Linked DNA regions of Mus musculus: region 2 is linked to region 1. A link is a contact called in public HiChIP or PLAC-seq data. All regions are on one chromosome and are shown on one strand. Each heading gives the region's core, a stretch centred on a gene start, on an enhancer-like site or on the middle of the called end of the contact. The rest is flanking DNA. Distances are from core to core; before and after follow the strand shown.

Region 1 (5,491 bases), core at 1,120-3,619:
ATGTATTTTTTTTTTGCACCACTTGCATGCCTGATGCCCACAGAGGCCAGAAGAGTGTATTAGAGCCTTTGAAACTAGAGTTACAGATCATTGTGACCCACCTGGGTACTTGGAATCAAACCCAGGTCCTCTGGAATAGCAGCCAGTGCTCTTAACCAATGAGCCAACTCTCTAGCCCTAGTTCCTGTTTTCTTATGCTGATATCTCACTTGTACAAAGTAGAATTTAGTTTTAAATCCTGTGGCTGTTTCCTTAGTTTTTATTTTTAAAAAGTTTTACTACTGGCCCTGGGCATGGTGACCCAGCGCTCAGGAGGCAGAGGCTGGTCACTCTCAGTGAATTTAAAGCCAGCCTGGTCTATAAACCTACTCAAAGTCAGGGCTACACAGCAAGACGGTTTCACTGTATGTGGGGCTGTATGGGAAAGCATTTCATAGTGTGTATATTGTGGTAAGTGTATTTCCCTCATGACTTTCTTTATGTTCTCATCTTCCATGGATTTCTTTATTGTCATCATAAGCTGCTAAAGACTTGATGCATGATATGAAAATATAAATATTTGTTGGTGACTGATATTCTCTTAGGAATCTTTCAATTACCAAAGTTTGTAAGAAAGAAATTCATGTTTTTCCTTTGTGGCAATTATATAGTTGTGGGCTATGCTATGGTCTTCAGAATTTGTGAGGGGTGTGTGTGTGTGTGTGTGTGTGTGTGTAGTTGAATCCAATACCTCAGCTTTGCTGGGCAGGCACTCCCACTGAGTTCTGTGTCCAAGCCTCTAGCGTATTCTTCTCATCTCTGTTTCAGCATCTCTTTCTCTTTGTCCAGCATGAGTATGTCTTAGTTCATTCAACCTTTCCTGGGCACCTTTGACGTAGCCACATATTCTCAGTCACAGCTTTTCGTGTGAAGCTTGTTCTGCAGCATGTCTGCTCTGGAAGACGTTTGAGTCGAGGTCAGTTGTTGACAGAAAAGAGGTTGGAATAACCCACCAGCCCACTGAAAACTTCTCAGGAGCAGTTTGTGGAGCCATTTCAGGAATATTATTTGTTTAGCAGTAGTTAGACCATATATTCTTTTTTTCTTTTTTTAGATTTATGTATTATGTATACAACATTCTGCCTGCATATATAGCCACAGGCCAGAAGAGGGCACCAGATCACATTAGAGATGCTTGTCAGCCACCATGTGGTTACTGGGAATTGAACTCAAGACCTTAGAAGAGCAACCAGTGCTCTTAACCTTGAAGCTATCTCTCCAGCCCCTAGCCATGTATTCTTATAATCTTCCCGCTAAGCTATTAATATTTCCTGTCTCTAATGTGATTTTTCTAAGAATATTGCTCCTTAGCTTTCTTAGCCATTTTCTGTTTTGTTTGTCTTTTTCTCGCACTTATTTAATATTGCATCTAGTTTAGTTTGTCATTTTATATATCCTTTGTTGGTCTAAAGTCTTATTGTTTGGCTGACAGAGACAAATGGGAGTCTTTATTCCCTCACCTCCCCAGATTAGATAAGTAATGTATATGATGGTATACATGTGGTAAAGTTTCACATACTAAGGAACAAATTTTGTTAGTAGCTTATTCTTCTAGTTTGATCTCTGCACTACAAGTATTCTCTAATGATGTATAGTCTCTTCACAGCACGTGATAAATAGATGCTACAGTGTTTGCCAGTGCTACAGTAAGTGTCTTGTATGGTGGACAAGGTATATTGGTGAAGATACTGGAGAGGTAGACTGAGAAAAATAGTTTTGCTTCTTTTAAGATCTTTGTTGTTGCTTACTTATTCAATATATTATGAAATGTTTTCCTAGATTTCTTAATACTGAACCATGGTCAACACTCCTGCAGTTAGACTAACCTTTGGTGTCAGATATTTGGTCTCCATCTCTGTCTCATTTGAATTCAACCTGGATCAAGAGCAGTATGCACTCTAAATGATAGAAACATTTCTCCGGACCCATTGCTCAGATTTCTACTTCAGATCTGTCACGTCTAGGTTCTTTCCTGCTCACCTTGCCTTCTGTTGTTTTGTTAGAGTATTAGGTTCCTTGCATACTTGAAAGAGTTCCGTAAGATATACTGGATTGGTTGCCTTCTCGTTGACGGGATTGTTAGTGTCTTCTTTAACTGTATTTATTTTATTTATTTTTCTAATTTTCTGTTTTATGTGTCAGCCACACTAAATGTGCTTTCTTTCAAAATAATTTATTTACAAATTACATCTTTAATTGTCGCATCCACCCAACACCACGTCGACCTTCTTCAAGCAGGTTTATTCAGAACACTTAGCATTGCAATGCAGGAACAACAATCCCCTCTAACAACCCCGGGGCGCGCCTTAAATACCCTACTGACTCCTCCCAGTCACCCCAGTCACGTAACGGCAGTCCATTGGTTCACGCGAGCTGACGAGGCATGGCATCTGCGCTGTGCAGGCGGCTGGGATGTGGCTATGTCTGAGGTAATGAGAAAGTCAGGTGTAGGTCATAAGACCTGGCAGCTGTCGGGGTGCCATCTTGGGGCAGCGGCGGTAGCCGCTACACCCGCTCCTTACATTTAATGGCAACAGATTTGCAGAAGATGGCTTCTAGAACCTTTTTAATTTTCTCTGTTATTCTGCTTCTTAATTGCCAACTTTTTATACTTGGTATGGCTTCCTCAATTCTTTGTCAAACTATTATTTGACTTTTATTGCTTCTTGTTGTTTTACTTTAACAACATATAATCTGTCAGATCACTTGCTACCTGTTAAAAATTTGACTATTTACTCTGAACAATGATTAATCAGACATTGAAGTTTCACACAGTTTTAATAGTTGTTGATTTCCTTCAGTACTTGTGTAATTGATGTGTTATATATTTTCATGCAGTTTTAAACCTGTGCATGTTCTTGAATGATAATAGCTTAAGGATTATGTTCATACTCATACAGTGTTCCTCTCAGTTGCATTGTGTTATTTTACTGCTGTCCAGTTCTTAGATTTTATCTATCTGTAGCTCAGCTCACTTGTCATAACTCTTTCCCCTTTATATGCTGGACACCTTTTTTTGCCTGGCTTTTACTTTCACTTGTATCTTCTTGTTTGAGACATTTCTATTGTGGGTGGCTATGGTTCTCCTTAGCTTTTTTTAAAAAATTAATTTATTTATTATATGTGAGTACACTGTACCTGACTTCAGACACACCAGAAGAGGACGTCAGATCTCATTATGGATGGTTGTGTGCCACCATGTGGTTTCTGGGATTTGAACTCAGGACCTTCGGAAGAGGAGTCAGTGCTCTTACCCACTGAGCCATGTCTCCAGCCCCTATCCTTAACTTTTAAGACAATTTTATGTGTATGGATATTTTGCCTAGATATATATCTGTTCACCAAGTGCCTGCCTGGTGCTGGAGGAGGCCAGAAGAGGGAGTTGGATACCCTGTAAACCACCATGTGGGTGCTGGGAATTGAACCTAAGTCTTCTCAAAGAGCAGCTAGTATTCTCAACCACCTCCTGTCTCTTCAGCCCCTCTTTAAGATTTTTAATCAGTTCTAGTGCCATTTTATATTTGTCTTTTATGGGCATCCTACCCTTCCTTTATTTTGAAAACTGTACAATTTTTTTTCTCTTACTCTCTACCAAACTTTTTTGGTTTTCTCTGTAGCCCTGGCTGTCCTGGGACTCACTTTGTAGACCAGGCTGGCTGGCCTCGAACTCAGAAATCTACCTGCTTCTGCCTCCCAGGTGCTGGGATTAAAGGTGTGCACCACCACGCCTGGCCCAACTTTTTTTTTTGATACAAGCATCTCACAGTGCTATTCTGGTCGTGTAGCCTCACTCTATCCCTGGCTTTGTAGATCAGGCTGGACTTAAAGCTTCCTAAAGTGCTGGGATAAAAGGTATATGCCATCACACCAGGCTTTCTACAAACTTTTCTGTTTTTGACAGGTTCTGGGTTTTTGCTTTAGTCTCTGAATGCTTATTTGTAAACCTACTAAATAATTTGTTCTGTGTGCTGTAGTCATTAATTGAAGGCATTGCACTAAGGGGTTTATTCATTTCTTCTTAACATTTGTTTATCTACTGTGTGGCAACGTGCCCTCCGTGGCACACATGTGGAGGACTGCTTGTAGGGGTCAGTTCTCTGCTTCACACATGTGGGTCCTCACAGCTGAACTCAGGCAATCAGGCTTGGGGTACAGTGTGCCATCTCACCAGCCCTGAAGCTTACATTCTGAAGAAGACGATACACATCTAAAAATTTTACACAGTCCGTACACTAGCAAAGACATAAGTGTTTTGCCATGCTTGTTTAAGGGGGAAGGTGGGTGGAGTTCATAGGTGATCTCTGTGAAAATAGATGAGGTCAGCTGAAACCGGAGCCACATGCAGGCAGCCAGGAGCATGTCCGTGTGTCTGATGGTGCAGAGACACCTGCTGGGTCTCGTCTAATGATGTTTGCTTAATCAGATTTAGTAAATTGTCTTTTTATGACAGCCATTTTGTTACTCTTATTCATCTGAAATTTAAATAAACATATAAGCTTTTTAAAAAATATTTTTAATTTAATTTAATTTTATTTTATTTTATTTTTTTTTTAAAGATTTATTTATTCATTATATGTAAGTACACTGTAGCTGTCCTCAGACACTCCAGAAGAGGGCGTCAGATCCTGTTACGGATGGTTGTGAGCCACCATGTGGTTGCTGGGATTTGAACTCCTGACCTTTGGAAGAGCAGTCGGGTGCTCTTACCCACTGAGCCATCTCACCAGCCCTATTTTTAATTTTATGTGTGTGGGTGTTTTGTCTTTATCACATATCTGCATGTTTCCTGTGGAGACTAGAAGGTGGCTTTGGGTTTCCTCGCACTGGAGTCTCAGCTATGAGCTGCCGTGTGGGTGCTGGGAATCAAACTTTAGTCTTCTGGAAGAGCAGTCACTGCTCCTAACTACTGAGTCATCTCTTGAGCTCCAGTATAAACTTCTAATATATAATTAGTTTAAAAGTCAGTAGAATACCCTAAATGCAATGTAAATGATTATATTTAACTTTTTTCTTTAAATATTAATAAGTAATCAGGCATAGTTAATGCCTGCAACAAAATATAAATGAAATAACTGTCAACTTAAATGTGGAGTCACCATGACTCCACATATATGATACCTGATAGCTATAGGTAACCAGTAGATGTTTGATGCCTGGGCGGCATATGTGCTGTAACTTGTGATTTCCTTCAGCCGTTCACAATTCTTGGTCAAGTTCTAGAAGGTGAAAAGTGTACCTTTTCTGTGATTTACAATAGCAAGCTATTCTATATACAGTATACAACGTAGAAAATGAAGAATTAAAACAACACAAAATAGTTGTGAACAGTATTGTATTATAAACTCCATTTAATATAAACTGATATTTTTCAGTAATTAATACCTTCCAGGAAAGATGATGGGAGCAGAATTTTCAACTTTGGTAGCATTAACATTTGAGGCTAAAATTTTTG
Region 2 (5,491 bases), core at 2,221-4,720, 360 kb after region 1:
TTAAAAGTTATTATGACAAACCAGATGCGGTGCTTCCTGTGCAAGGCGTCACACATGTGTGATTGTCCTATCTCTTTAGTCATGTTTGGATGAGTGTCTGCCCATTACGACATCTCTTTAATTGCTTCTTCTTTTAAAAATCCCACCACAAGGAGGGAGAGGCAAGAGGATCAGGGTTTTGGCGTCGATCCTCAGTTACATAGCAAATTGAGGACCAGACCGGGATACAAAAGACCCTGTCTCAAAAACCACAAACAGAAACATAAGACAGTGTTCATCGAGGACTTCAGACTTGTGCGCTGGAGCGATGGCTCAGTGGGTGGGAATGCTTGCTGTGTAAATCCGAGGACCTGAGTTCAAATCTCAGGAACACAGAGAAAAGCCATGTGACTATGTGTGCAGCTGTAACCCCAGCTCTGCATGTGTTGGGAGAGGGGGATGACAGGAGATTACTGGGGCTAACTCCTTGGCATAGTTCCAGGTTCAATGAGAGACTCTATACCAAGGGAATAAGGCAGGCATCGATTGAGCAGTACATACATGTTCTCCTTTGGCCTTCACACATGCATACACAACACACACACACATACACACATTCTCTCTCTCTCTCTCTCTCTCTCTCTCTCTCTCTCGTTGGGGTGCGTGATAGAGATTGACATAAGGTTCGTCTTTCTGGGAAAGAATAGATAGTAAGTAGGCAGGATTCCTGTTCTGGACATGACAAATCAGGACTGCAGTAGGAAGCCAGGTCCTGACAGAGGCCGGAAGGGCCAGTTGAACAGGCTCTGAGTGGGAGGAACTCTGTGCAGATGTGCAATGAAAGTATCTGCTAGCTAGCCAGAACTGGCATGGCAAAGCCAACTGACTGGGTGATACACGCAGCAGAACTGCACAGCTTGGCGGCTAGTGATGGTACAGGCACAGTGGCTGCTTGCTGCCTTTGAGGCTTCTCATCTTGGCTAATCGATGGCTGCCTTCTCTGGGTTGTCACATGGTCATTGCACGTGTGTGTCTGTGTCTGATCATACACATGTGTGATTGTCCTACCTCTTTAGTCATGTTGGATGAGTGTCTGCCCAGTATGGCATCTCTTTAATTGCTTCTTTTTAAAAAAAATTGATTTAATGTATATGAGTACACTGTAGCTGTCTTCAGACACACCAGAAGAGGGCATCTGATCCCATTGCAGATGGTTGGAACCACCATGTAGTTGCTGGAAATTGAACTCAGGACCTCTGAAAGAGAAGTCAGTGTTCTTAACCACTGAACCATCTCTCCAGCCCCCCCCCTTTTAAATTTATTTATTATATGTAAGTACACTGTAGCTGTCTTCAGACACTCCAGAAAAGGGAGTCAGATCTTATTACAGATGGTTGTGAGCCACCATGTGGTTGCTGGGGTTTGAACTCCGGACCTTCAGAAGAGCAGTCGGGTGCTCTTACCCACTGAGCCATCTCACCAGCCCCCTCTCCAGCCCCTTTAATTGCTTCTTTAAAGACCCTGTCTCTAAATATGCTCACACTCTGAGTCACTAGGGCTTGGAACTTAAGGATGTGAATTTGGTGGGGGAGGGGGACACAGCCTGCAACAGAGGGGAAGTTGGATTTGGAGGTGACCCTGCTCTCAAGATAAGTCAGGCAAGAGGATCTGATGACCTTAAGTCAGAAGGAGACACAGCCATGGCTGGGGACAGTGCTGGCTTCTTCATTATACATAGTGTGATTGTCATTTTCTCTGGCTGTCCTCAGCAATCTCAGAGTCTCCAAGGGTGTCACGGAGAGAGTTCAGAAGACTGGTGGAAAACAAGTGTTACCTGCTTAGGTGCTACTCCTCCTCCTCACCCTGATGCGTTTTCAGTGTGCACCCCCAGGCACCGGAATATTATAATCAGGGCCTGGCTTATGTTTAACAATTCAACTTCCTGGAATCATCTTTTTACTACGAATTCTTATTTATTTTATTTCTAAACTTCTTCCATGTCTCCAGTCTTAATTTCTTTTTATTGATTTTTATTTTTTTTATGTATGGAATGGTCTAGAAATTACTCTACAGTATAGGCAAACCAACTCACTCTCCTCCTGACCCAGCCTCTTGAATGTAGTATGTGTCACCACACCAGGTCTGATCCTAATATTTGTAAGCCGTTCTCTTTTTAAAGGAACATTTTTAATTAATTTATTTATGATTGATTTGTTGTACACAACACAGTACTCCTATGGAGTTCAGAGAGCAACTTTTGGGAGTTAGGTGGTTTTTTTCATTTTCATTTTCTTTTCTTTTCTTTCTTTCTTTTTTTTTTTAACCACGTGGGACCTGGGAATTGAACTGTGGTTGTCAGTCTCAAGTGCCCACTGAGCTATCTCTCCAGCCGTTTATAAGCTATTCTAAAATATTATAACCAGGAGGTGGAGAGATAGCTCAATGGCTAAGAGCACTGACTGCTCTTCCAGAGGTCCTGAGTTCAATTCCCAGCAACCACATGACAGCATAAATATGAGTCAGATGGGTTGGGGTAAGGTTTTCTCTGTGTAGTTCTGACTGTGTAGTTCTTGCTCTGAAAACCATGCTAGCCTCGAACTCAGAGATCCAACTGCCTTTGCCTCCGCATGCTGAGATGCTGGGATTAAAGGAGTGTGATACCCGGCCTGGGATAATTAGTGGTTTTGCCCTGGAATAATGCACGGTTCTGAAAGATTCTAAGAGTGTTTGTGGAGCGTGATTTGCTATGAGATCTGTGGGCAGGTTGGAGGCGAGAGAACAAGTGTGAGACAATAAATATGGCGTGGCTTCACATACATGTTTATTTAAATGTCTTTCAGGTTCTACATCACTCTTTCTTCCCTCATGCTCTTGACGCAGAGAGTCACATCCCTCTCACTGGACATTTGTGAAGGGAAGGTGGAGGCCCCGAGGCGGGGCATCAGGAGCAAGAGTTCTTTCTCTGAGCACCTGTGGGATGCTCTACCTCATTTCAGCTACTTGCTCTTTTTCCCTGCTCTCCTGGGAGGCTCCCTGTGTTCCTTCCGGAGGTTTCAGGCTTGCGTTCAAAGATCAAGCTCTTTGTATCCGAGTATCTCTTTTCGGGCTCTGACCTGGAGGGGTCTGCAGATTCTCGGGCTGGAGTGCCTCAAGGTGGCGCTGAGGAGCGCGGTGAGTGCTGGAGCTGGACTGGATGACTGCCAGCGGCTGGAGTGCATCTACCTCATGTGGTCCACAGCCTGGCTCTTTAAACTCACCTATTACTCCCATTGGATCCTGGACGACTCTCTCCTCCACGCGGCGGGCTTTGGCGCTGAGGCTGGCCAGGGGCCTGGAGAGGAGGGATACGTCCCCGACGTGGACATTTGGACCCTGGAAACTACCCACAGGATCTCCCTGTTCGCCAGGCAGTGGAACCGAAGCACAGCTCTGTGGCTCAGGAGGCTCGTCTTCCGGAAGAGCCGGCGCTGGCCCCTGCTGCAGACATTTGCCTTCTCTGCCTGGTGGCACGGGCTCCACCCAGGTCAGGTGTTCGGCTTCCTGTGCTGGTCTGTAATGGTGAAAGCCGATTATCTGATTCACACTTTTGCCAACGTATGTATCAGATCCTGGCCCCTGCGGCTGCTTTATAGAGCCCTCACTTGGGCTCATACCCAACTCATCATTGCCTACATCATGCTGGCGGTGGAGGGCCGGAGCCTTTCCTCTCTCTGCCAACTGTGCTGTTCTTACAACAGTCTCTTCCCTGTGATGTACGGTCTTTTGCTTTTTCTGTTAGCGGAGAGAAAAGACAAACGTAACTGAAATCTTTCCCTGCCCTTCATCTCACCTAGCCATTAAATACTGCTTAGGAAATGCCAGAAGATGCCTTGATGAATAATGTATTTAAAACTATTCATAGTGAAAGTTTTTAAGTATTGGATGGATAAACCTGATGGCTGGCCACAGAGATGTGTTTCTCTTCTGTGGTGGTTTGAATAGTAATGGCTCCCATATGTTTATATATTTAAATGCTTAGAGGGTGACACTACTTGAAAGGACTAGGAGGTGTGGCTTCATCGGAGGAAGTGTGTCACTAGGCTTTGAAGTTTCAAAAGCCCAGTCCTAGTTTAGCGTCTTTCCCTGTAGCTTGCCGATCTGGATATAGAACTCTTAGCTCCTCCAGCACCATGTCTGCCTGCATGCCGCCATGCTTCCTGCCATGATGATAATGGACTAAACCCCTGGAATTATAAGTCAGCCCCAATTAAATGATTTCCTTTATAAAAGTTTCTGTGGCCGTGGTGTCTCATTACAGCAGGGGAACAGTAATTAAGACTTGTGCATTAACAAGCTATTCTATTGTTACTGAGGTACAAATTGGAGAAGCACAGGGACTTCTCTAGATGTGGAAGTGAGGTTGAAATGAGCCTGGATATAAAAACATCAGGTGTGAGTAGAGGGCGTGATTCAGTGAGTGTCTGCCCAGCAGATGGGAGGGCTGGGGTTTGAGCCTCACTACCAGATTTAAAAAACAAAACCAAAACATCAAACTACTGTGAACCGCATGAAGATGTTATATGCACAGAAATTAAATGCTTAGTACCCATTGGGCCCAGTTGATTCTGGGATGTGAAGTATTGCAATCTGGTATGAATGACTTCTTATTGCCATAATGAAATGTTAGAGACAGGCAGACTTATGAAGGAAAGGATGTTTATTTAGGTCTCAGAGTTAGAAGTGCAAAGTCTGATGGTTTGGCTTCTGTTGATCCCTGATGGTGGATGCTGTCACATCATAGCAGAAGTGCGAACAGGGACAATGGCTCAAATCTTGGAGTAAACCAGAGAGCTGTCTGGACCAATATTATTTTCTTTAACACTCCTCTTAGGAAAAATACATCTCATGAAAACTATCTTCAACTCTTTGAGTGACAGGACTCCATTGGGGGTCCATCTCTTAAAGGTTTTGCTGTCTGTCAACACTGCCACCCTGGGGACCAGGCCTCCAACACACATACCTCTAGGAAACATTCAACCCTAATAAGTCAGGCAAGGTGGCACAACACTGAAATCCCAGGACTCTGGAATCCTAGACAGGAAAATCTGCAAGTCTGAGGCTGGTGGCTACTACATAGCCTTTGACCTTGCAGAGGGTCAAACAGAGACTCAGACCAGAAAACAAAAAGTATGCCTGACAGGAAGCAAAACTGACAAACTCAACCATGCTATAACAAACTAGATACTCAGCCCTTGCCATAGCTTGAAAAATTTAGTCTATGTAATCATCTCAGTTCTGAAAACAACTCTTAGCACCCTACAAGACTGGACTTTCTGCTGGACCTCACAGCCGAGCTAATACTACACCTTGAGGTCACTGAAGACTAAAGTCGGCTATCCTGCTCTGTACTTGTGCTGTTTATTTAACCTGCCTTTCAGAGAACAAACCTTACTTGCCTTGGACTTCCTATGTAAACATCTTTTACAAGCTAAGCTAATAAAAAGTTGTAATCTTATGTTATGTACCCTTACAT

What was found. HiChIP or PLAC-seq counts read pairs in DNA pulled down with a chosen protein or histone mark.
Region 2: a contact with region 1 is called in an H3K27ac HiChIP or PLAC-seq map of embryonic stem cells, with 5 read pairs. The contact joins two enhancer-like sites. A contact is called at or near these places in 10 of 39 promoter capture datasets (3T3-L1-derived adipocytes, the C10 cell line, the HPC-7 cell line and 7 more), 2 of 115 datasets of contacts at active chromatin or transcription factors (bone marrow-derived macrophages and embryonic stem cells) and 3 of 9 other capture datasets (adipose tissue, liver and pancreatic islet).

The regions. Positions count from the first base shown.
Region 1 is chr8:33,762,377-33,767,867 of GRCm38.p6, forward strand. The region is part of intron 6 of Gtf2e2 (general transcription factor II E, polypeptide 2 (beta subunit)); the gene reads left to right. Among named protein-coding and RNA genes, the nearest start is that of Smim18, 17 kb to the left of the region's middle. Within about 2 kb of position 2,370, at least 4 of the 459 cell types and tissues checked have an H3K27ac peak or open chromatin away from gene starts, as enhancers often do. A contact at or near this core is called in embryonic stem cells, where this site is marked.
Region 2 is chr8:34,120,936-34,126,426 of GRCm38.p6, forward strand. It overlaps Mboat4 (membrane bound O-acyltransferase domain containing 4), which reads left to right. Exons shown (of 3, transcript NM_001126314.2): 3 at 2,820-4,250. The coding sequence ends at 3,783. Among named protein-coding and RNA genes, the nearest start is that of Gm39158, 2.8 kb to the left of the region's middle. Within about 2 kb of position 3,471, at least 108 of the 459 cell types and tissues checked have an H3K27ac peak or open chromatin away from gene starts, as enhancers often do. A contact at or near this core is called in embryonic stem cells, where this site is marked.